Regions from separate parts of the Mus musculus genome. Here regions 1, 2 and 3 are each linked to region 4. The links are chromatin contacts, called in public promoter capture Hi-C maps. All regions are on one chromosome and are shown on one strand. Each heading gives the region's core, a stretch centred on a gene start, on an enhancer-like site or on the middle of the called end of the contact. The rest is flanking DNA. Distances are from core to core; before and after follow the strand shown. Region 1 holds the start of Med22 (mediator complex subunit 22). Region 2 holds the start of Dipk1b (divergent protein kinase domain 1B). Region 3 holds the start of Cacfd1 (calcium channel flower domain containing 1). Region 4 holds the start of Fcna (ficolin A).

What was found. Promoter capture Hi-C pulls out the DNA fragments that hold promoters and counts their contacts.
Region 1: a promoter capture Hi-C map of hippocampal neurons shows a contact between it and region 4, with 7 times the contacts expected there. The contact joins the promoter of Med22 here to the promoter of Fcna in region 4. A contact is called at or near these places in 5 of 39 promoter capture datasets (the 3T3-L1 cell line, cranial neural crest, hippocampal neurons and 1 more) and 1 of 115 datasets of contacts at active chromatin or transcription factors (thymic regulatory T cells).
Region 2: a promoter capture Hi-C map of liver shows a contact between it and region 4, with 5 times the contacts expected there. The contact joins the promoter of Dipk1b here to the promoter of Fcna in region 4. A contact is called at or near these places in 2 of 39 promoter capture datasets (hippocampal neurons and liver) and 1 of 484 Hi-C or Micro-C datasets (liver).
Region 3: a promoter capture Hi-C map of liver shows a contact between it and region 4, with 4 times the contacts expected there. The contact joins the promoter of Cacfd1 here to the promoter of Fcna in region 4. A contact is called at or near these places in 2 of 39 promoter capture datasets (hippocampal neurons and liver).

The regions. Positions count from the first base shown.
Region 1 is chr2:26,909,104-26,914,825 of GRCm38.p6, forward strand. Med22 (mediator complex subunit 22) reads right to left here and starts at 1,539. Exons shown (of 4, transcript NM_001033908.1): 1 at 1,190-1,539. The coding sequence starts at 1,312. It overlaps Rpl7a (ribosomal protein L7A), which reads left to right and starts at 1,704. Exons shown (of 8, transcript NM_013721.3): 1 at 1,704-1,727; 2 at 1,903-2,023; 3 at 2,319-2,468; 4 at 2,916-3,056; 5 at 3,263-3,342; 6 at 3,568-3,698; 7 at 3,885-3,954; 8 at 4,062-4,208. The coding sequence starts at 1,725. The coding sequence ends at 4,166. Gm23969 (a small nucleolar RNA gene) reads left to right here and starts at 2,158; the gene lies at 2,158-2,231. Surf1 (surfeit gene 1) reads right to left here. Exons shown (of 9, transcript NM_013677.2): 5 at 5,604-5,722; 6 at 5,072-5,144; 7 at 4,810-4,972; 8 at 4,474-4,555; 9 at 4,275-4,402. The coding sequence ends at 4,333. It also overlaps LOC115489587, LOC115489586 and LOC115489588.
Region 2 is chr2:26,624,432-26,629,963 of GRCm38.p6, forward strand. Dipk1b (divergent protein kinase domain 1B) reads left to right here and starts at 4,026. Exons shown (of 5, transcript NM_019833.3): 1 at 4,026-4,268. The coding sequence starts at 4,206.
Region 3 is chr2:27,006,893-27,012,136 of GRCm38.p6, forward strand. Cacfd1 (calcium channel flower domain containing 1) reads left to right here and starts at 3,034. Exons shown (of 6, transcript NM_029862.4): 1 at 3,034-3,213. The coding sequence starts at 3,096. Adamts13 (a disintegrin-like and metallopeptidase (reprolysin type) with thrombospondin type 1 motif, 13) reads left to right here. Exons shown (of 29, transcript NM_001001322.2): 28 at 1,641-1,825; 29 at 2,364-2,733. The coding sequence ends at 2,555.
Region 4 is chr2:25,625,343-25,631,100 of GRCm38.p6, forward strand. Fcna (ficolin A) reads right to left here and starts at 2,632. Exons shown (of 10, transcript NM_007995.3): 1 at 2,407-2,632; 2 at 2,094-2,207; 3 at 1,936-1,989; 4 at 1,625-1,660; 5 at 1,299-1,334; 6 at 914-949; 7 at 670-797; 8 at 92-221; 9 at 1-5. The coding sequence starts at 2,494. Fcnaos (a long non-coding RNA gene) reads left to right here. Exons shown (of 8, transcript XR_003954003.1): 6 at 3,612-3,769; 7 at 5,331-5,440.

The sequences.
Region 1 (5,722 bases), core at 289-2,788, 1.3 Mb after region 4:
ACACAGGGAGCAGCCACCTGGCTTAGCTGCCACCGCCGCCGCCGCCGCCGCCACCCGCCTTCATGTCTTTACCATAGCCTGTCAGGCCTTCCCGCAGATCCAGAGCCTACTTCCTGTCTAGACAACTGGCAATGTCTCCAACCCCTTCTTGTTCTCTGGGTGACGATAGGTTACTTCATGTCAAAAGGACACTGCCCAGTCTTTGTGACAGTTTATAAGAAATAAAGGGCTAGAGAGATGGTACATTCAGTTCGATTCCCAGCAACCACAAGGTGGGTCACAACCAGCTGCCATAGGATCTGATGCCCTCCCTCTTCTGTCTGATGTTCTCTTCTGTCTTGCAGGTATAGATGCAAATAGAGTCCTCATATACATTAAATAAATCAATCTTTTAAAAAGACATTGACTTATTTAATGTATATGAGTTCACTGTTGCTGTCTTCAGACACACCAGAAGAGGGCATCAGATCTCATTACAGATGGTTGTGAGCCACCATGTGGTTGTTGGGAATTGAGCTCAGGACCTCTAGAAGGGCAGTCAGTACTCTTAACTGAGCCATTTCTCCAGTCCTTAAATAAATAAATCTTAAAAAGAAAGAAAAGATGTTCAATAAAGGATTAAAAAGACAAACTTTCTGATCTCTGAGTTTAAGCTTACAGGTGGACCAGCTGGAGCCTAACACAGACCTCAGTGGGCTTGAGGCTTCTCAGAAATTATTTAAATAGAACAGCATTTCTCAACCTGTGGATTGCCTTTCACAGGGGCTGCCTAAGACCATCGGAAAACACTGGCATTTACGACTCAAAGGGTAACAACAGTTCTGTAGTTGCAACAAAAATAATTTTATGGCTGGAGGTCACCACAACATGAGGGTTGTGGTGTTTAAGGGTTAAACTCACCAGTCATCACAAGAATCTATGGCAAGGGTAAACCTCAGCCCAGGTGGCTAGTGCTCAGTAACTAACGTAGAGCCCTGGCAAACGGGCCAGAGTTCTCCTCTCTGCTCTGTGCTTGTCACTATTTGGCTCTTCTATTTATCTGCTGTCCCATTACTTTTAACGCCTCTTCACTCCTACCCGCACCGGTCAGGTGAGTCACATTCCCTCTGCTTTCCTCACCCCTGTACCCAGGCCCCAGGGAAAACCAGTCCCAGCCTTCTCCAATGGCTTCGGAACAGCTACCACACACCTTGGCGGTCTTGATGATCTCGGTGAAGTTGTCCATGATGGACTTGATGTCGTCTTTGAGCCGCTTGTTGTATGACTGCAGCAGCGTCTCCTTGCTCTGGGGAAGGGCTCTCTGCTGGGCCATGGCGGGCCCTGGACGAGAACCAGTCTGGTCCGGCCCGAACCGAGTACTGAGGGCTGGGGACCGGGATTTCCGATACAACAGCTCCGTCCACGAACACACGCCCGGCAGCAGGCCCTTACGGCGAGGGAACAAAGCACCCGCACGCTCCTTCCCGCGGCTTCCGTTCACTCCTGGCGCCTCCCGCCGCCTCTCGGAGCCTGCGGTCCGGTGCCAGGGCCCGCCCGCCTGGACGAACGCGCAGCCGCGGCCCGACACGCCCCCGCTCAGGCTCCGCCCCTCTGTCAGAGTCCGAAGTGGGTCCTTGTCGCTTTAAATCCGAAATCCCGCGAGGGCGCCTGCTCTCGCGATATCTGCGGCCACTTACTTATCCCCCACAATTCCCTCTTCTTTCTTTCTCCAGCAGCCGAGCAAGATGGTGAGTGTCTCTGGGCCCCCGCGCTATCCGCCTCCATCCGCCGCCCGTCGCCCGTCAGCGGCGTTCTCCGCCGTCCCTGTCTCCTCGGGGTCCCTCGCGGAAAGGGAGCCACAGCGACCGACTCACAGGCAATGACTCCGCTGCCCGATGGCACGGGTTTCTCTCTTCCGTACAGCCCAAAGGGAAGAAGGCCAAGGGGAAGAAGGTGGCCCCGGCCCCCGCCGTCGTCAAGAAGCAGGAGGCCAAGAAGGTGGTCAACCCTCTGTTCGAGAAGAGGCCCAAGAACTTCGGCATTGGTAAGGAGTGGCGTCGGCGTGTCACAAGGGCAAGGCGCCTTGACGGGCAATGGACTGAATGAGAGCCGGGCACCGTCCCGAGCAGCCGCCACTGCGCATGCTCGGCTGGTGTGAGAAGGGGAATGGTGGTCGTGTGCAGATGATGTGACAGAATATTTGCTATCAGATGAGTGGTGATGACACTAGAACCACCAAGATCGCTGATGCACCGACGCCCTCCTGCCCTGGGTACTGCCTCGGCTGCAGGCCGGCCCGAGGAGAGGCCTCGGTCACAGTGTCCCTCTTAACTTCCCAGGACAGGACATCCAGCCCAAAAGAGATTTAACGCGCTTCGTCAAATGGCCCCGCTACATCAGACTGCAGCGGCAAAGAGCTATCCTCTACAAGCGGCTCAAAGTCCCTCCTGCCATTAACCAGTTCACCCAGGCCCTGGACAGGCAGACAGGTGAGGTTCCGGGCCCCAGAGCCAGAAACTGGCCCCGAGTTTGCCCTTACTGCAGTGCATGGCCACACTAATACAGCTATGAAGAGAGAGGTGGAAGGGGGTCCCCAGTCCCTCCACCTGGAATGGGCGGGATTTGGTGAGGAAGCAGTTGAGGAAGGATCCCCGTGTTGACCTCCTGCCGTCTCATCAGTGTACCACAATAGGGTGGTTTTGTTGGGGGATCAGGGTCTCTAGTTGTGGAGCTCAGCATTGCTGCCTGTTTCATGAGTGCTGGTATTAATGGCATGAGCCACAGCCATTCAGGGCTAGGAGGTCAGACACAACTTTTCAATGCCAGGTTAAGTGACAGGTTAGAATTGGGCCTGGGCGTGAGATTGCTGGCCAAGTAATAGCCCCAGCGCCTTTAAAGGGATTCAGGCTTAGAGTCCAATTGAATGTGTTTTCCAGCTACTCAGCTGCTTAAGCTTGCCCACAAGTACAGGCCAGAGACAAAGCAAGAGAAGAAGCAAAGGCTACTGGCCCGTGCTGAGAAGAAAGCTGCTGGCAAAGGCGACGTCCCAACTAAGAGACCACCTGTCCTCCGAGCAGGTCAGTGCTTCCCTGCCCGTCCCCCCCACCCCCCAAAGGGAGGATGGTAAGGCAGGCTGTGCAGTGATGTGTGAATTTCTTCACCTGAAAATATTGTGAAGAGTAAATCGAGCTTTTTAACCCTGAGTCGCAGCTTAGTGGAGCTGCATTTTTGTGACTGCAGCAGCCGGAGCACACAGGCAAAGTGGTTGTGTTGTATGTTCCAGGAGTCAATACAGTCACCACCTTGGTGGAGAACAAGAAGGCTCAGCTGGTGGTGATTGCCCATGACGTAGACCCCATTGAGGTAGGTGTGAGGTTCTGTGTGGCTTCTGGAAGGTTGGGATCTCTTGCTGGGTTTGAAGAGCTGGGGAAAAGATTGGTGTGGCTCTTGCAATGATGTCAATCTTTGACTGAAGTGACCTTGAAGTGCAATTACTGAGCTTTTTAACCCTGAGCAATTGCCACAAAGTATCTGTGCAGCTAGCTGTTGCTTCTGCCAAAACAACCTACAGCTCATGTTTGCTTCTAGCTGGTGGTTTTCCTACCTGCTCTGTGTCGAAAGATGGGGGTGCCCTACTGCATCATCAAGGGAAAGGCCAGGCTGGGGCACCTGGTCCACAGGAAGACATGCACCACCGTTGCCTTCACACAGGTTAACTCGTGAGTATTTATGCGCCCACACCTTACCCTCACAGCTTTGGACCATTTGCCAGTGATGCTTAGGAATTTCTTCACCTGAATCAACTATGTGGTCACACTGTTGTCTGAGGCAAAAAGGCAGGGAGGGAAGGGTTTATTACTCCTGCTTCTTAAACAGTAACGAGACCTTCCTCATTGCCTTTCCAGGGAAGACAAGGGTGCTCTGGCTAAGCTGGTGGAAGCTATTAGGACCAATTATAATGACAGATATGACGAGGTGAGTATATAGGCCACAGGCTTAATTTTGATTGATACATAAAATATTGGTCTATGCCTTAAAGTGTAAGGGGGACAGGCTAACGACTACTGCTTCTGTCATTTCAGATCCGTCGCCACTGGGGAGGCAACGTCCTGGGTCCTAAGTCTGTGGCTCGAATTGCCAAGCTGGAAAAAGCAAAGGCTAAAGAACTCGCCACTAAATTGGGTTAAATGTACACTAAATTTTCTGTACCTAAATATAATTACAAAATTATCTTGACTGCCTTTGGTTATTTGGGTTGGCGCGAGTGTGCCCTGTAAAACGGTTTCAGACTGAGCCATGGTTTTTACATAGCAAGATCTTTATTTTATGGTTGTTGGGAACAGGCTCCTTACTTCACATGATGGGTGTCCGACGTACAAATTTTTGGAACCACAAATATGATGTGGCCGCACACAGTCCGTACCTGTGGTTGAAAGAGATTATAGCCTGTGCGGGGTGGGGTGGGTGGAGGGGGTAGCAGGCAGCAGGACTAACCAGGTAAGGATGTACTGCATGTGCTCATTGCGCAGAGTCACTCTCGTCTGTCCTCCGATGGGCCCGCCGGGGGCTGTGCTGTCTGTGGAGACAGGAGTCAGCTCTGTCAGACCCCTAAGTGCAACCAGAGAAAGTCTGCTGGGCTGTTTTGAGACTTTGTTAATGCAATTAATATTAATTTCTTTGCCTTAGCCTCAGGAAGACTTCAGGCAAAAGGTAGCTACATTCTTCGCCAAAATACCACAAAAACAGTCTCCACACCACATACTAAGATTCTCCTCTAAAACGCTATCCAATAGTGCATGCTCTCCCCAAAGCAGGCTGACCACAACATACGGAAGTCTGCATCAATGAAAATGGGGTCCGCTCCTGTTATCTTGGCCATAGCTTCCAGGTCTCGATAATACCAGTGATTCCTTTCTGGGCTGTTCTCCGGAACAAAGGGCTTCCTGTTTTCTGTGAGCCTCACTATGCCAACTAGGTCTACTTCTCCCAGAACCTACAAGAGAAGGCAGGACTGCTTTTTACGGGAGTCCTGTATGGAGGCAAGGTGACTTAACTATATACATTTCTCGGGCTGAAGAGCCATATGCCTTACCTGGCCTTTCTGTCTGGTCTCAGGATTCACTTTCTTCCTGGGAACAAACCCTCTATTAACCAGGATGGTGACTCTAGAACAATAATAAAAGTCACCCTTTGGGTGAGGAAGAGTTCCAATACAGATGTCACTAGTGGTTACTTCAGCATTTATCTACTGGGCATATAAATGGTTTATTCTGTGGATTCAGACTTCACTGCTAAGCCTTAGTGATTCAAACTGGCTAAGAAAATCGCTTAATGGGCTGGAGAGATGGCTCAGCAGTTAGGAGCACTGACTGCTCTTCCAGAGAGAGGTCCTGAGTTCAATTCCCAGCAACCACGTGGTGGCCCACAACCATCTGTAGTGGAATCCGATGCCCTCTTCTGGTGTGTCTGAAGACAGCTACAAAGTGTACTCATAAATAAAATCTTTTTAAAAAGTTGCTTAATGTTGGAGATGTTGGAAATTATCAGGCAGTGTTGGCTCTCATAAATTCCCTAGGGTCTTAAGGTTGACTGAGCACAATGAGGCTCAGCCATGCACTACTCACCCCAAGTCAGAGCAATGGAAAGGAGTAACTACATGGGCCCCACTTTCAGTTGAGGATAGTCTGCCAGCATCTCGCGCCTCTCGGACAGGATCCACCATGGTCCGAGGCATTATGTACAA
Region 2 (5,532 bases), core at 2,776-5,275, 1.0 Mb after region 4:
AGGCACATGAAAGTGCACGCTTTTGGGCTGGTGAGATGGCTCAGTGGGTAAGAGCACCCGACTGCTCTTCCAAAGATTCGGAGTTCAAATTCCAGCAACCACATGGTGGCTCACAACCATCCATAAGGAGATCTGACTCCCTCTTCTGATGTGTCTGAAGACAGCTACAGTGTACTTATATATAATAAATAAAATAAATCTTAAAAAAAAAAAAGAAAGTGCACGCTTTTATCTCAGCACTTGGACACAGAGGCAGGCAGATCTCCAGTTGGAGGCCAACTGTTCTGTAGAGTGAGTTCCAGGGCAGCCAGGCCTATTCAGAGAAAGCCTGGCTTGGACCATCGCCCCCTAGTCTACACCTAAATAAATAAATAAATAAGTAAAAGGCTGCTTATTGGACTTCAGAAGGACCTGGGTTCGATTCCCAGCACCCTCATAGCACCTCACAACCATCTGAAACTCCAGTTTCTGGGGATCTGTTGCCTTCTTTTGACAGCCATGGAAGCCAGTCATGCATGCATGCAGACAAAATACACATAAAATTAATAAATCCAATCTTTTTTTTTTTTTTTTTTTTTTTTTTTTTTTTTTTGGTTTTTCGAGACAGGGTTTCTCTTTATAGCCCTGGCTGTCCTGGAACTCACTTTGTAGACCAGGCTGGCCTCGAACTCAGAAATCCGCCTGCCTCTGCCTCCCGAGTGCTGGGATTAAAGGCGTGCGCCACCACGCCCGGCTAAATCCAACCATTTTTAATAAGTTCTGACACATGTAGCAGCATAAACCTTGGCATGGGTTAAGATGCTCAGTAAAAGAACCAGTTTTGTGAACTCTGTTTCTGAGGTCCTTAGAGGTATTAGCAGCAGAGAGAAACTGGAGGGGTGTCTGTCAGGGGCATTGGGGGGGGGCAAGGCAATGGTTTCAGTGTGAGGTAAGAATGTGGTGTCGGTAGCTAAGCACAGGAATGTGGATAATGTCTGCTGAGTTCACGTACCACAAAAGAAGACGTAGAGGAGAACAGACTGTACTGATGGTATTCAAAGGCTATCCTCTGTGATCAGCAGTCTCAAGCACCAATCCTGCAGGTGACAGGTGACAGTGTGAACACAGAGTGAGGAACAAGGCAGTCCCATGGCCACAGTGTTGCTTCTCAGATCCTTGGCAGTTACAGAGGGAAGGAAGCACAGTGGTTTTATGGTTGGGAGACCTGACAGGCTTCACCCAATGGCCCGACTCTCTGTACAGTGAGTACTCCCCACCCACCCCAGATCTCATGTAGCCCAGACTACCTTTGAAATCCCTTTGTAGTTGAGGATGCCCTGAACTCTTGATCCTATGGCCTCTACGCCTGGAATACTGAGATTATAGGTGTGTATTCCCATGTTCATTTTCTATGCTGCTGGGGGTGGAATTCAGGCTTTATGCTAGGCTAGCACTCTACCTACTGAATGACCCCTCAGCTCTTGAGGGCCCATGACCTATCCTCTTAACTTTTTTGCCAGACACATACACTTGTGGCCCAGTGTAGTAGACAGGTCTGGAACCCCAGCAATTGGGAAAGTGGAGGCAGAATGATTAGGAGTTCAAGTTCATCTTTGGCCCCATAGGGAGTTTAAGACCAGTCTGAGCTATGTAAGATTATGTCTCAAAGACAACATAGAAAAAAAGGCGAACTTGCTATTGCATCCAAATCTACTTGATCACCACTTAAAAAACCAACTCTTAGGAGTCAAGAGTTTGTGAGCAGGAGAGAGTTTACCCAAGGACTAGTACCCCGAGACACTGGAGAGCAAAAGAGCCTGGAGAGGTGGCTCAGCAGTTAAGAGCACTTGTTCTTGTAGAGGTTCTAGGTTCAGTTCTTAGTACTCATGTGGCAACTCCAGTTCCAGGAGATCCCATGCTCTCTTCTGACCACTAGGGCACCAGGCACACACGTGGCACACACACTTGTCCTGTTCAGAGGACCTAGGGTCAATTTCCAGCACCCACATGGCAGCTCACAAGTGTCTGTAACTCCAGTTCCTGAGTGTGGCATACACACACACACACACACACACACACACACACACACACACACAAACACATACACATTGATGTGCATACAAATAAATAAATCTTTAAAAAAAACCTTAAAAACAAAAATAAAACAAAATCTTATAAAAAGTAAAGTGGAGAGAGTAAAAACCTGACAGACCTTTGGCTTCCACACACACACATATATGCATACACACACAAACATGTATACACACATGTGTTATAGACCTTACAGATGGCCATTGTACTCCCAGAAGACCAGACTGAAAAATAAAAATAATTACTCATTCCGCAAGTCCGTGACACCAAGCTTCATGTTTTCTCTTATGAAAAGATTTGATTATTTGTGTGTGTGTGTGTGTGTGTGTGTGTGTGTGTGTGTCGGGGAGGGGAGGGGAGTCATGCGTGGGGAATGGAGGTGCATCATGTGTGCACATGGAAGGCAGAGGTGGGTGCTGGGTGCTTTCTTCGATCACTGTCCACCTTTTCCTTTGAGGCAGGGTCTCTTCCTGAACCTCAGGCTGCTTTCTCAGCTAGGCTGTGAACCAGCAAGTCCTAGCAACCATCCTACAACGGCTCCACTCAACCTGTAACCTGGGTTACAGGTGTGCGCAGGATGCTCGATCTGCTACATGGATGCTGAAATTTGAATTTCAATCTTTATGTTTTCACAATAAGTGCTTTCAGCTGCTGAGTCATTTTTTTCAGCCTTCCCGTCACCACACTTAAACTACATTGTTTATCTGACCTGCAAAATCAAGATTGAAGACATAATAAAATAGTCAAACTGCTTAAGCAGCTCGTTTATAATTGGTGCGATAATGAAACAATCCCATGTTTCCCTTCTTTTTTCTCCTTCCTTCTTTTCTCCCTCCCTCCTTCCCTCCCTCTCTCCTTTCTTTCCTTTCTTCTTTCCTCTCTTCCTCCCTCCTTCCATCCCTTTCTTCCAGCCTCTCTCCCTTCCTTCCTTCTTTCCTTCCTTGAGGCAGGGTCTCCCTTTGGGCTTCTGGCTAGTCTGGAATTTGAAACATAGGCCAGGCTGGTCTTTCTGCTTCTGCTTCTTGGTTTCTGGGACACAGACTTGATGCTATTTTCCATTTGTTTTGTGACCTGCTCCTGGCTCTAGTTCTCTTCAGCCTTTCTAGCTTATAAATCCAAACCCTTCAGCTGGGCTCATGGGACTCTCGCTCCACTTTTATGAAGAGAAGGTTGGCCTGGTTCACTAATTGCGAAGCAATTAACATCCTTAAACTAAAGCTGTCTTTTATCATTTTGCAAGGCATATATATATGGACAGCACTGGGGCACAGGGGAAGGCGTATTCCCTGGGAATGCATATGACATCGCTATAGAACCCCTAAGAAAGGTGTGGGTGAGGATTGAGGGCAGCTGATGCGCATGGTGGACGGTGCATTCTGGCCATTGTCTGCTAAGTTCAATAAGCCTCTAACTAAGGTCAGCTGCTGCTTTCCTAATCACCCTAAATGGGAGTCACAGGAGAGGGGCGTGTCTGTCCATGGGCAGAAATCAGAAGAAACTGGTTCTCAGGAGTAGTTGCTGACCGCGTGGGCTGTGGGTCCTTCCCTATGCCCCGGTGCAACAAGGGCTGAAGACTCTCGGTGCCAGAGGTGGTGGCCTCAGGACTGACTAGCCTCACCTGCATACTGGGGAGGGATGGGGGCAGATCCATCAACGTCTTTTACCCTTGAAAAGGTGGAAGAAATGCGCAAGCGCAGGCGGGGACCTTACAGGTCCTCAGCGCCAGCCTGCCCCGGTGTTTCATGCTCACACAGGGTTGCCGTAGCGGGTCCCGGAGCTCTCGGGAGGTTGGGGGTGGGGGGGTGGGGGGTGGCGTAGGTCCCCAGCGGGAGAGCTAGACTAGCCGCGGGGCCGCGCGCCAGTCCTCCCACGCGCGTGCACGCCCCTTCCGTTTGTCTCCACACGCGCGCGCACGCCCCTCTGTCCATCTTCCCGCGCGTGCACGCCCCTCCTCCAGGCCGTCTCCCCGCGCGTGCGTCGCGGTCCTTGCTCAGAAAGGCACGCGCCTTGCCTTTAACGCGAGCCGAGGACGAGCGGCCCGCATGGAGAGCGAGCGGCGGCCGCTGCGGGCCTGGCCGGGCTGGGGCTGAGGCCGAGCCAGCCGCGGGGTTCCGCAGCCGGGGCCGGAGCCCATCATGCGGCGGCTGCGGCGCTTGGTGCACCTAGTGCTCCTCTGCCCCTTCTCCAAGGGCCTGCAGGTAAGCCGCAGCCGGCCAGGTGCTACCACACGGGGAGGGGCAGGGCGTGGGATGGCGAGGGTCGATGGGTGCACGCGGGTGCACCGGAGTCCTTTCTAACCTTCGCAACTTAAAAAAAAAATTCTGGAATAGCAAACTTGGCCAGCCCCTGGCCAGTTCTTGAGACAGCTGGAAACAGGGGCTGTGGTGACCTTGGGCCAGTGGAGGGCCAGCTCCTGTCTGCAGAAGAGGCCCCTCCCCTCATGCTTTGAGGTGATGGAGTCAGGCCTCTGGGCTCCAGCCGCTGGTTGCCACGGTCCTTAGAGCCTACAGGAAGGAGCCAGCCCTCACCAGTCTAGCCAAGGTCTCTCTGAAGGGCCGTCCTGAGGATGCTGGAGGATGCCTTTGTCCTGGGGCCTGGCCTCCCTTAGACTGTTTTACATAAAGGATGAGGACTGAAGCCTGTTGGATGCAGAGCTCTTCCAGGCCCAGATGCCCTTGTCTGCCCTCTTCCAGAGGCAGTAGCTTGTGCTGTGATCCATGCTCAGGCCTAGGTTGGGTTCGTGACCTGAGGTGTATGGGGGACCCTTCTTGTGCCAGGAGATGGGGTGTACCCATACCCCTAGCCCTGAAGCTAGGCCCTGACTCAGCAATGTGTGGACCCAGGAGTGGCAGGAGAGGGGTTTGGGCCAGTTCCCAGTGGGGCTGGTTCAGAGAGAGCCACTGGCTGAGCCCTTCCTGCCCCAAGCCTCAGTTTCCTGCGTGGGAAACACTAGGGCACCTGCCACCTGGCCCGGGTTTCCTGGGCAGGGAGTTTGCTGTGCAGTTACTATCCCTGTAATGACCTTCCCACCTTCCATGTGACTTTTCTGGAGCTGGACTGTTCAGCCTCGAAAATTATGGGCCCAGGGCTTGCCAACTTGTTCCCCACTGAGTGGCAGAAATCTGTGCGAGCTTTTGAGTACCACTGTGGTGAGTCCCGCCCCGGGGTGAGCAAAGACTCAGGGATCCTGGAGAAGAGCTGCGTCAGACAGAGGCCAGGTAAACCATCAAAGCTTAGCCAAGGTAGTCTAGGGGAGCCACCTGTGCCAAGGTGGCTTGGGAGGGCCTGCCTGGAGTGGTCTCTGACCTGCAGGTTTCTAGCGGCTTCTAGTTCTACATCACTTGGGCCAGCCTGGGCCAGCCGCTGTCCTGGCCCTGGCCCTGGCCCTTTGCTCTAGGTGTGGCTGAGTCCTTTGATCTGGCCTCACAGCCAGTGTCCCTGCAATTTCTCAGTCTTCCTGTT
Region 3 (5,244 bases), core at 1,784-4,283, 1.4 Mb after region 4:
CTGGGAGCAGGCAATGTCTTCCACATGGTCAGAATGGAGTTCCTCTGTGGCCATGAACCAGATGGGTTGTAGATACGGTCCCTGTACTTGTCCCATTCCTCAGGCCACTCACTGCCTCATACCCTTGACCCTGGACCTCAGTTCTTTCAAGGTCCTCTCAGGCTTGTAAGCCGCTTTTCCTCAGCCTTCTTCTTGTGACTTGTATGTGTATGCTAGCACCCACAGGGAAGATGCTTACACTATATATTCCCCAGAGAGAGAACATCTCGTGGATTCCTGCTTGTCTTAGTCAGGGTTTCTATTCCTGCACAAACATCATGACCATGAAGCAAATTGGGGAGGAAAAGGTTTATTCAGCTTACACATCCACTTTGCTGTTGATCACCAAAGGATGTCAGGACTGGAACTCAAGCAGGTCAGAAAGCAGGAGCTGATGCAGAGGCCATGGAGGAATGTTCTTTACTGGCTTGCTTCCCCTGGCTTGCTCAGCCTGCTCTCTTATAGAACCCAAGACTACCAGCCCAGAGATGGCACCACCCACAAGGGGCCCTCCCACCTTGATCACTAATTAAGAAAATGCCTTGCAGCGGGATCTCATGGAGGCATTTCCCCAACTGAAGCTCCTTTCTCTGTGATAACTCCAGCTGTGTCAAGTTGACACAAAACCAGCCGTACACTGCTTTACCCAGAATCCAAACAGTATCAGCCCTCTTGATCACCTCAGGGTTTTGATGTAAAAACAAGATGATTGAAGATGTCTTACCTCGACAACTCCAGACATTTTTGCATGGCCCAGGTCTCACGTGAAAAACACTACAACTGGGGTGTTGCCTCTGCAAAGGAGAGGCTTCATGTTATCACCCTTTCCCCTGCCACCTCCAGCCATGAGCTGTGTTGGCAGCAAGGTCCCATCCGGGAGCCCACTGGCTTCCTCCTCCTTCCTTCTCACTTCTCACATGCAGACGATCTGCCTCGAAAGAGAGGCTTAGGTGCAGCGGGGTTCCCACTGATGACGTCACTGGACAGCACAGTCAAACTCAACTTCTTAGCCAGTTCAGCGTTTTAAGTACTGTGTAGCCCAGTTTATTGACTTCTCTTTTAAGGTGCCCAGCCCAAAGCATGCCACTGTTGCCTTCTCCCCACAGAGGGCACCAACACCTCTCAGTCCCTTTAAATATTAGGAATTACGATGTACATGTGTGGGCATGCACATGGCACGATGTGGGTGTGGCGGACAGAGGGCAACTCCACCACGGAGCCAATTTTCTTCTTTTATCTTTACACGGGTTCTTGGGATTGAACTCAGGCAATCAGGCTTGTGTGGCAAGAACCAAAAGCTTTTCCGCCCTCGTCGAAGTTAGGGTGTGTGTTTGTGGGGACGGGGCTGAGGGTCAGTGATAGAGGTTCTTTCCTGCCATGGGGATCCTAGGAATCAGACTTAAGTTGTCTGCCTTGTACAAAACACTTCTGCTGAGCCACCACTGCCTGCCCCTTTCAGATCACTGCCTGAAGCTAGTCTATTAGAAGTGGACAGAGTAAAGGCCCACCAGAGGGACGGGAGAGGCAGTCAGGGAACCCCCTGGTGTCAGTAGTCTCCCTGAGGTGGCCCTCACCCAGCCTATCATTGTTCTTGCCTGCAGAATGTGACAGGCAGCTCTTTGGACCTCGGGGTGAAATTGTGAGTCCCTCACTGAGCCCAGACGGGAGGAAGGCAGGGACCTGCAGGGTCTTCATCAGTGTGGCTCCACAGGCCCGCATTGCCATCCGCGCCCTGGCCAGTGATATGGGCACTGCTTCTGAGGGGACCAATGCCAACTATGTCTCGGTGAGGCCACGAGGATGGGGACAAAAAGGGGGTAATCTTTTGATACGATTCTGGAGAGCTGTCTCTAGGAAGGAGGGAGGGAGTGTTGGCATTAGGGAACACTTTTAGCTTATTTTTCATCCAAAACTTCAAAATTATTGGAAAGAATGGGAAGGAGGGTTTCTGCCACTCACTCACTCACCAGGGAATGCTTGTGGCTCTACCCACAAGAAGGAAGAGAGAAGGCCTTCCCTGGGAGTCCATTGCCTGTTGACCCAGCGTGGAAGCATCGTGTTTGTGTCTGGTGTTTTGTTTGTTTTCAGAAGAGCATAGGTAGGGTTGCGATTCAGTATGCTCTACAAGGCACCAGAGCACCTCAGACTTAGTCTTGAGCAGGATCCTAGCTCTTGTACCTGGTTGTGTGTTCTGGGGAGTTTCTTGGGTAGAACCGAGTGTCCCTCATGTGGGCTCCTTTAAGAAACAAAAATGACTCTGAGTAGCCAGGAGTTTATAAATAATGATCACTCATGGCCTGTTCTGGCTACTTGCTTCTCCACAGATCAGGGACATCCACAGTCTGAGGACCACAACATTTTGGGGGCAGCAGGTGCTCTACTGGGAGTCCGAAGGCAGCGAGGCTGAACTGGAGTTTAGCCCTGGCTTCCTGGAGGCACATGCCAGTCTCCAGGGCGAGTATTGGACCATCTCACCTAGGACATCGGAACAGGACGACAGCCTGGCTCTGTCCTAGGTTTCTCTCCAACAGCCGGGGAGTATGCAACTTTAGCCTCTTTAGAAGTTCTAATGCCTGCTAGCCTTAGGGAACCTCTTTTAGTGACCTTTTCCAGGTGCAGAAGGGCTGGGACTGGGAGGTGGAGATCAGAAAAACAGTCCCAGCCCCCAGTGGTTAATAAAGGATACAGGATACCAGACTGGAGTTTTCCTCCCATAACCTGCCGCCCATTACAAGCCTAGCTCGAAAGCTCATTCTACTGCAAGGCGGAGTTCCTTGGAGGTCTGAACAAGGCCTTTGCCACTTCTGGATGACGTCTTCCAATCTTGCAAAGAGGAAAGGCCAGACCGGATCCAGCGCACCTGCTGGGTGGCAAAGGGCGTCTGACAGTCTGTAAACACGCCCCTTATGCTATACTCCATTTCCTCCCGCCCTCCCCCCGCCCCCCGGCTATGGCCTGCGGGCCCGCCCCTATGCTAATCACCACCTCTCCCACAAGGCCGCGCGCGGGTGGACACGTCTCTTTGTGCGCGCCTGGGGCTGCGCGCAGCGTTTAGCATGAGCGGCTCGGGCGCCGCCGGAGCGGCCGCGGGCCCAGCCCCGCCGGCACAGGAAGAGGGCATGACTTGGTGGTACCGCTGGCTGTGCCGCCTGGCGGGAGTGCTAGGAGCGGTGTGTGAGTATCGGGTCCAGGGAGCGGGCGTCCCCGGGGTTGCCATGGCTCCCGGCCTCAGGCCTGCAGTCCACCGCCGGAACTCGATGGCTTACTGCCCAGTTGTTGCGGCCCTGATCAGAGGAAATGAGACTCACAGAGGACGCGCGTCTGCCCCTTCCCGGCCCTGCCTCGGCCTGGTGATGCTTACCTGGGCTGGGGTGGGACTGCCAAGTTCCCAGCCTTTGGACAAAACTTGTTCATAAATGGGGGGCAGCTCTCCACAGGCTGGGAAGTTTGCTTGGGGGTCAGATGGTGCCAGGAGAAGAGTGGCCCCTCAGGGTGGCTGGGCAGTGATCGGAGTTCTCCTCGGGTTCCTACTGTCCACACTCTCCTAATGCTTCTCGTCGGCCTAGTATCCTCCACACCAGCAAGCTTTCTCTGCTCTTGTAAAGAGGAAGGCAGGTCCGCCTCTTCAGTGCAGCTATGTTGCTGGCCTTCCAAACAGTGTGTTTGCTAAATCCTGGGTGTCCCTTTCATTGTGAATTCCTAGAAGTCCAGGTGAGTGCTGGGAAGGCCCGAGGATCCATTGCCTACCTGGTACCAGAGCAGGAACTGTGTGGGTAGGGGAAGACTCATCCGTTTTCCTGTCTGGAGGAATACCTTGGAGCCCCATCTGTCCAGACGATCTTGCTAGTCAGATGGATAGGGTAGAGTTAGGTATGTGCTGCCCTGGTAAGGCAGCTCTGGAAGAAGTCTGCTGAGGTTGATCAAATCCTCTTCAGTGCAGTTAGCTAGTTCAAGGTGGTATTAAGGGGTGAGGGACAAGGAAGGGCCTGACCATGACCTGTAGGCGGCTATCCTCCCTCCGTCATGGTGATTCAGTCAGTGACCAGGTGATTTCTAGATTAGATTGACTTTGGAAATCCCACCCAGTCCCATACTTCCTGTGGGTACCTGTGCTACTCCCGAAGGCCTCCCTAATCCTCCTGCCGAGCCAAGCTATCAGTGAAACCTTACTGGAGACCTGTGGCCGTAGCTTAAATTGTTCCCTGAACCTGATCATTGGGATCAGGGGGGTGGACATCAAGGTTTTGAATACTGGCATATCATAGGAGGGAAGGATATCGTGTATTTGCTTTAAAAACTCAATAGGGGTTTGGCAGGAGCTATGGCTTAGCCGGTCACTTTGACATAGGGCTATCCTCTCTTGGAATGGAGGATATTCTAAGGGGCTTATTATTTATTGGAGGGATTTATTCTGGTCCCAAAGACCTCTGTAGACAGAGGAAGAAAGGATTATAGGGACATCTCCTTTATATGGAAGACATGAGCATTATTAGCACCCCAAGTGAGTGGATGTATTTGAGTCCTTGGTTGTCAAAGGACTCCTGTTCGTCTGAGTTGCGACCTGGTCCTCCCAAAGGTGGCTCTGTAGGACAGCATGGTGGAGTAGCTCTGTAGATGGAATGCTGAGGACAGGAGTGCAGGCCTTTCAGGTGAGACCAGGCCTAGCTCCACACAGGCAGGGGGCCGACAGTCTTTCACTTCTGTGGCCCTGGAAGCTTTGCTGCGTGAATGAGTGCTGCGTTGAGTTCTTTATTAGAGGAGACTTTGTGACATAGAAGCTGTGCCACTCATTTGGTCCATTCTCCTGCATCAGTTCCCATTTGGATAATGTAACACAGGAAAGTGGAAAATGGTGGAATTCCAGGCCCAGTGGAGGGATCCGGTGACCCAGGCCTGCTGCAAGTTTAATAAGTTGGTGCTAATTGCAGCCTCAGAGGGCCAACACTCTGCCCTCCCTTAGCTTGTGTCCTGCCAGAATGGGCAGCTCTCAGCAATGTCCTCAGAGGCTCCCAGAGTTCCTGGTGAGGGACTTCTTGGTGAAGCCTGGGTGGCTGGGGCAGACTGTAACCTGAAGGTGCAGTCAGAGGGGAGGGGCCTCGCTGGGCTTCCACACTGGAGAAGAGCACACACACTGTCCCCTCTTGGTGTCCTGCTATTCAGGTATTGGGGCACAACCTGCTCATGTGTAGGAGAGAAAAATGAATT
Region 4 (5,758 bases), core at 1,382-3,881:
GTTCCCTAGCAGGATGGGTGGAAGGAAGGAAAAGGCTCAGGCCAGGCAGCGTAGTGGAAGGCAGGTGATGGCCAAGAGACTGCTTCCTCACCATTGGCTGTGAGCAGGTGCAGGTAGTCATTACCCAACCAGAACTCCGTGCCCAGGTTGCCAAAGCCTCTTTTATAGGAGTCCCAGTCTCGGAAGAAATCGATAGACCCGTCCACTCGTCGTTGAAAAACCTGTGGCGTGGGGCAGGGGAGCATGTGGGTATCAGGTTCCTAAGAGCAGGAACCCGAGGGATATGTCTAGGTCCAGGGCTTTGGTTGGTTATTTGGTTTTTGTTGGTTTGTTTTGTTTTTCTCACTCTTATAAAGAACCTCATGAGTGAGGAATAGTTTTCAGGGGCAGGGAGTACAGGGGACTGAGAAGGTAACTGATAGATGATAGTGGCCCAGGGCTGACATGTTTTGATGCATCTGTTATGACTGGGGTCCTGTCGCCCACTTAACTCACTTCACAGAGTTCTAGATCTGGTCCACCAGTGCTTGGGTCTCGCTGGAGGGTGAAGCACCACATTATTTTTTTTTTTTCCCCCTGGTTGCTCTGCTCTCTCCCTGACTTCAGCTCTCCAGAGTGTGGCCGCTGTGTGCAAACCTCTTATGCCCCACACTGAGCCTCCTCACTCACGGTCCAGCCCCCACCGTCCACATCCATGTCACAGAGCACAGTCAGTGGCCGGCAGTCAGGAAGATGGATGGTGTACCAGCCAGTCAGGAAGATGCCCCGTGTCAGCAAGTCTTTGCAGCTCCGGGGTCCTGTACCATGGGGAAGTGGGCAGGGTTGGCCTGTATCTGGGGTATACTCCCTGGGTGGGGTCCTGCTGTATTCTTGAGAGCAGGAAGTAGGAGGGGCCAGCTGAGAGGTCACTTACCTCTCTGGCACAGGGTGTCTCCCAGCTCCTTTTCACCTGGGCAGAGTCATGAGTGTTATTTTCTTCCTTGGTCCCTTCCCATCACATATAACTCCCCTAGACTCCATATTCTACTTGGCATACATGGTGCCGTACCCTCCTGCTAAAGAGCCCAGCACACCCATCCTGGCTGGCCCCATTAGGCTCCTTTGTGTTTGGCTGCTGTTATGCATTGTCCTGTCTGTGACTATACCCAGAGTTGGGATAGGTCAGGGTGCTGGCTGGGAGGCTGGCTGGGCCCACAGATGCTTCATGCTACTTCAGCCCCCGAAGCTCACTCTTCTTCACTCACAACCAGAGGGTAAAGACACTGGAAACGTTAGAAGAGACTATGGGATGTACTTACCCAGAGATGGCGCAGCTCCTGTATCGCCTTTCTCCCCTGGAGGAATACAGCATACTAGCCTTGTCCCAGAGCTGGAATCCTGCCACATCCTCTCCTGTACCCCTCCCAGCTTCCAGCCTCTCCCCTAGTCTGTGAGCCCCCAACATTCTGATATGCATAATGATCCGGGGAGACTTTGGGGACCCCTGAAGTAGTGCTTCTGGGAACACCCACCTTTCTTTGTATTCAAGACTCCCCTTAAGCCAACAAGACCCTAATCCCATATTGCTCCATGTGGAGCTGTCCTTCCTGGTCCCTTCCTAAGGAGACTTGTTTACTAGGCTCACCTTTAACTCCCGGGGGCCCCATGGTTCCTGGCTCTCCTGTAGACAGAAGGGGCATTCTTACAGTGCTGGTTCTTTTTCACTTCAGTGTGTGTGTGTGTGTGTGTGTGTGTGTGTGTGTGTATCCACCTATGTGTCCATCCATGCGAGCAGAACTTGTAGGAGAGAGATCTGAATGCCCAGCCTGTAGGAAGGGGGCAGGCATGCATCTGGACATAGGGGAGGATGGTGTGTGGGCTCAGGTGCTACTGGCACCACTCTCAAGACCTGTCTGGATCTTAGGCAGATAGACCCATGTGAGAATTCCCTCTTACCTTTGCTGCCGGCAGGTCCCATCTTTCCTGGGCTGCCCTGAAAGCCCCGTTCTCCTGTAAACACAAGGACTAAACTGGATCTCATCTCCTAGGTAGGATTGGAGGGAGCTGGGCCAAGGGGAGGCTAAGGGGAATCCCTCTCCCATCCAGATTGCTACCTCTTCCAGCAGGGCTTCCAGGCTCCCCTTTGGGCCCAGGTGGGCCAGGAAAGCCAGGGCAACTTTGGATGACAACCACCTTGTCCTGGGCCCCCAGACCTACGACCTTAACATCTGCATAGAAAAAAAAAAAAGAGGGGTGGCTTTGGAGCAGCATTGAAAACCACAGCTCTCCGTACCCACTAGCATTCATGCAGCCTGTCTCTGGATGTGTTTTCAGGCTGCCCTTCTAAAATGTCCCATCTCCTGCTGCCACATGTGCAGGCATATGCAGGTATGTGTGTGCCCACACTTCTGAGCAGACCCCTCTCACCTGGACAGGCACCTCTCTCCTGACCCAGGGCCTGGGAGGGACAGAGACAGAGCAGTCCTGAAAAGGCCCACAGCGTAGGCCACTGCATTGCTCTGGGTACAGCAGCCACTCCTTGACTCCCTGGCTCTGGACGGAGGCTGAGGCACTGATGAACGAAGTGAAGACCCTCACTGCCTGGATTCCTCACGGCTCAGCTTTTTCTCCTGAGAAGGAGTGCAAGTTAAAACCAGGCACACTTCCTGTGTGTCACCAGATGGCCAGCGCCACACCCAGCAGTTCCCTGTAGCACATGAGTACAGTACTCACACACTCAGCACACTTTCCCAGTCAGCACTGGGGATTCGGGGCATGAGGACACCACCTCCTTCTCTTCCTTCTCCACCTTCCTCTTCCTCCTCTACCTTCCTCTTCTGCTTCTCTCCAAAGAATAGATTCCCAAAGAACTAGCTCAGAAAGGCAAGGCTGGCCAAAGGCGCCTACTGAGCTCCCAGAGCCAAATGCTGAACCTCTCAGCCTCCCATCCATGGATAGCAGACAGAAGAAGCCTTCCTGAGAGAGTGTGAGGCACTGGCTGGGCCATGAAAGAGCTGAGCCTGGCCCTCCAAGCCAGCAGAACCCTCGTTCTCACTACCCTGCCTACATCCTTTTTTTTTTTTTTTTTAGATTTATTTATTTTATGTATATGAGTGCTCTATTTGCATGTACACCTGGATGCCAGAAGAGGGCATCAGATCCCATTACAGATGATTGTGAGCCACCACATGGTTTCTGGATATTGAACTCAGGACCTCTGGAAGAGCAGGCAGTGCTCTTAACCTCTGAGCCATCTCTCCAGTCCTGCCCTGTATACCTTAATACCTACCTACTGCAAAGTCTGGCATCGGCCTGGCTAGGGTTTATAGTGAGCAGGGAATCCATAGGGACCTGAGTGCCTGCAGGCCAGACTAGGCCAGCTATGCTCCCCCATTCCTTCCCCAGCACGCCTCCAGGCTGCTGACCTCCCTCTGTCCCTCCAGGCCGCTGACCTCCCTCTGTCCCTCCAGGCTGCTGACCTCCCTCTGTCCCTCCAGGCCACTGACCTCCCTCTGTCCCTCCAGGTCGCTGACCTCCCTCTGTCCCTCCAGGCTGCTGACCTCCCTCTGTCCCTCTAGGCTGCTGACCTCCCTCTGTCCCTCCAGGCTGCTGACCTCCCTCTGTCCCTCCAGGCTGCTGACCTCCCTCTGTCCTCACTGGCACCAGTTCCTACAGGAAGTGCTCTTTCCTGCCCCAGGCCTGAACCCTGAGGTTCATCGGAGTAGCCAGCTCTCTAACAGCAATGGCTTCCCCCATCTCCAACTGCAGCAAGCTGAGCACAGCCCAGGCGGTAGGTGTTTTAAAAATAACAAGTCTAGGGATGTAAATGAATAAAATAATTCATTAAAAAATGTTAAACCTAAAAGAGTCTAACTTTTCCAGCGTTATCCCCTTTCAGCCAACTTTACACCTGCATCATTTTTTTTTTAGATTTTATTTTTATTTCTGTTTAAAGATTATTACTTTATGCGTAATGGGTGTTTTGCCTGCACATATGTCTGTGTACTAACTGCATGCCTAGTGTCCATGGAGGCCAGAAGAGGGTGTTGCATCCCTTAGAGCTGGAGTTTACAGGATGGTTGTGAGCCTCTATGAGGGGGCTGGCAATTGAATCCTGGTCCTCTGGAGGAGCAGCCAGTGCTCAGCTGCTAAGCCATCACTCCTGCCTCTCGATTTTATTTGTGTGTGTGTGTGTGTGTGTGTGTGTGTGTGTGCATGTACACATACATGTGTGCAGGTGCCCGATGAGGCCAGAATAGAGTGGCTTCCTGGAGTGGGGATGTCAGGCAGTCCTGAGCCACCTGACTTGAGAGCTGGGACCTCTGCAAAAGCAGTATTGATGAGCTGTCTCTTCAACCCTGCCAATCACTTTCTTTTTCCTTGGTTTTGGTTTTTTGGAGACAGGGTTTTTCTGTGTAGCCTTGGCTGACCTGAAACTAGAGAGATTCACCTGCCTCTGGCTCCTGAGCACTGAGATCAAAGGTGTGCACCACCGCCTAGCTGATGATTAATAAGTGATTAATAATAATCACTTTTCTACACTGTGCAGTTGAATTATTTTAGGTTTTTTTTTTTCTCCTTAATTTCTAAATTTGGATAGGAATGGTGTCATATGCTTCTAATCCTGAAACTGGGGATGCAGAGGTAGGAAAATCTCTACTATTTTAAGGCTAGCCTGGTAGACATAGTGAGTTTCAAGTCAGTCAGGGCTAAATAGTAAGACTCCATGTAAGCCCCCTTCTTTTTTGAACTGGGTGTGAGGTGTAGCTCAGTGGTAGGATGCTAACATGAAGCACTGGCTTTGTTCCCCACTACTTCTAAAATAAGACAAAAACAAAATAAAAACTTCACTGGGAACTTATGAGGAGAAATTCCTTCCCACTTGAGTTCTATCTATTCCATTTAATGTGGTTATAAGATCACTGTGGTGTATTTTTCTGTAGTTGATAATTCTGTGTGCGCACATGCATGTGAAGGGCAGAGGTCAGCCTTGGGTGCTGTTTCTGCTCACATTGTCAATTATTTATTTGTTTGTTTGTTTTTTTAAGGCAGGGCTTCACTGTGTAGCCTGGCTGTCCCAGAACTACCTATGTAGACCAGGCTGGCCTTGAAGTTCTGCTTGCTTTTGCCTCCAAGTGCTGGGATTAAAGATGTGTGTCACATGCTCAACATCTGTCTACCTTTAAAATAAAGTTTACTATTGTCTGTCTGTCTGTCCCTATGTGGGCTGTGATATTGCTTGTGAGGGTGCAGGGATGTGCCTGTCACTATTCATGTATGGTCAGAGAGCAACTTTTGGGACTCGTTTATTGCCTTGTACTTTGTTGAAGCAAGGTCTTTTGTTTCTGCAGTGTTGTATGCAGCAGGCGGCTTATATTGCAGCAGCTTCTGGCTGAGTCTCCAGTTCCCAACTCCCTGCAGAGGCACGGGGACTCATGCACAACTGCTTCTGGTTTTCTATGTGAGTGAGGTTCTGGGGGTTAAACTCAGGCCACCTCACCTGCTGAATTGACTGGGTTTTTGTTTTTTTGGTTTTATTTTATTTTTTGTTTTTGCTTTGTTTTTGTTTTTGAGAGTGGTGGGTGGTGGGGTAGAGGGCTCTAGAGCCTGCCAAGTAGACCAGACTGGTTGGCCATCGAGGTCAGGGATCTACCTGTCTCTGCTCCTCCAGGGCCAGGGATACAAGCATTCATTACTTTTCTAGTTTGTGAGTGTGCAGGCCTGATACCCACGTCTTCCTCAGTTGTCCACTATCTTATTTTTCTGGGGGGGGGGTGTT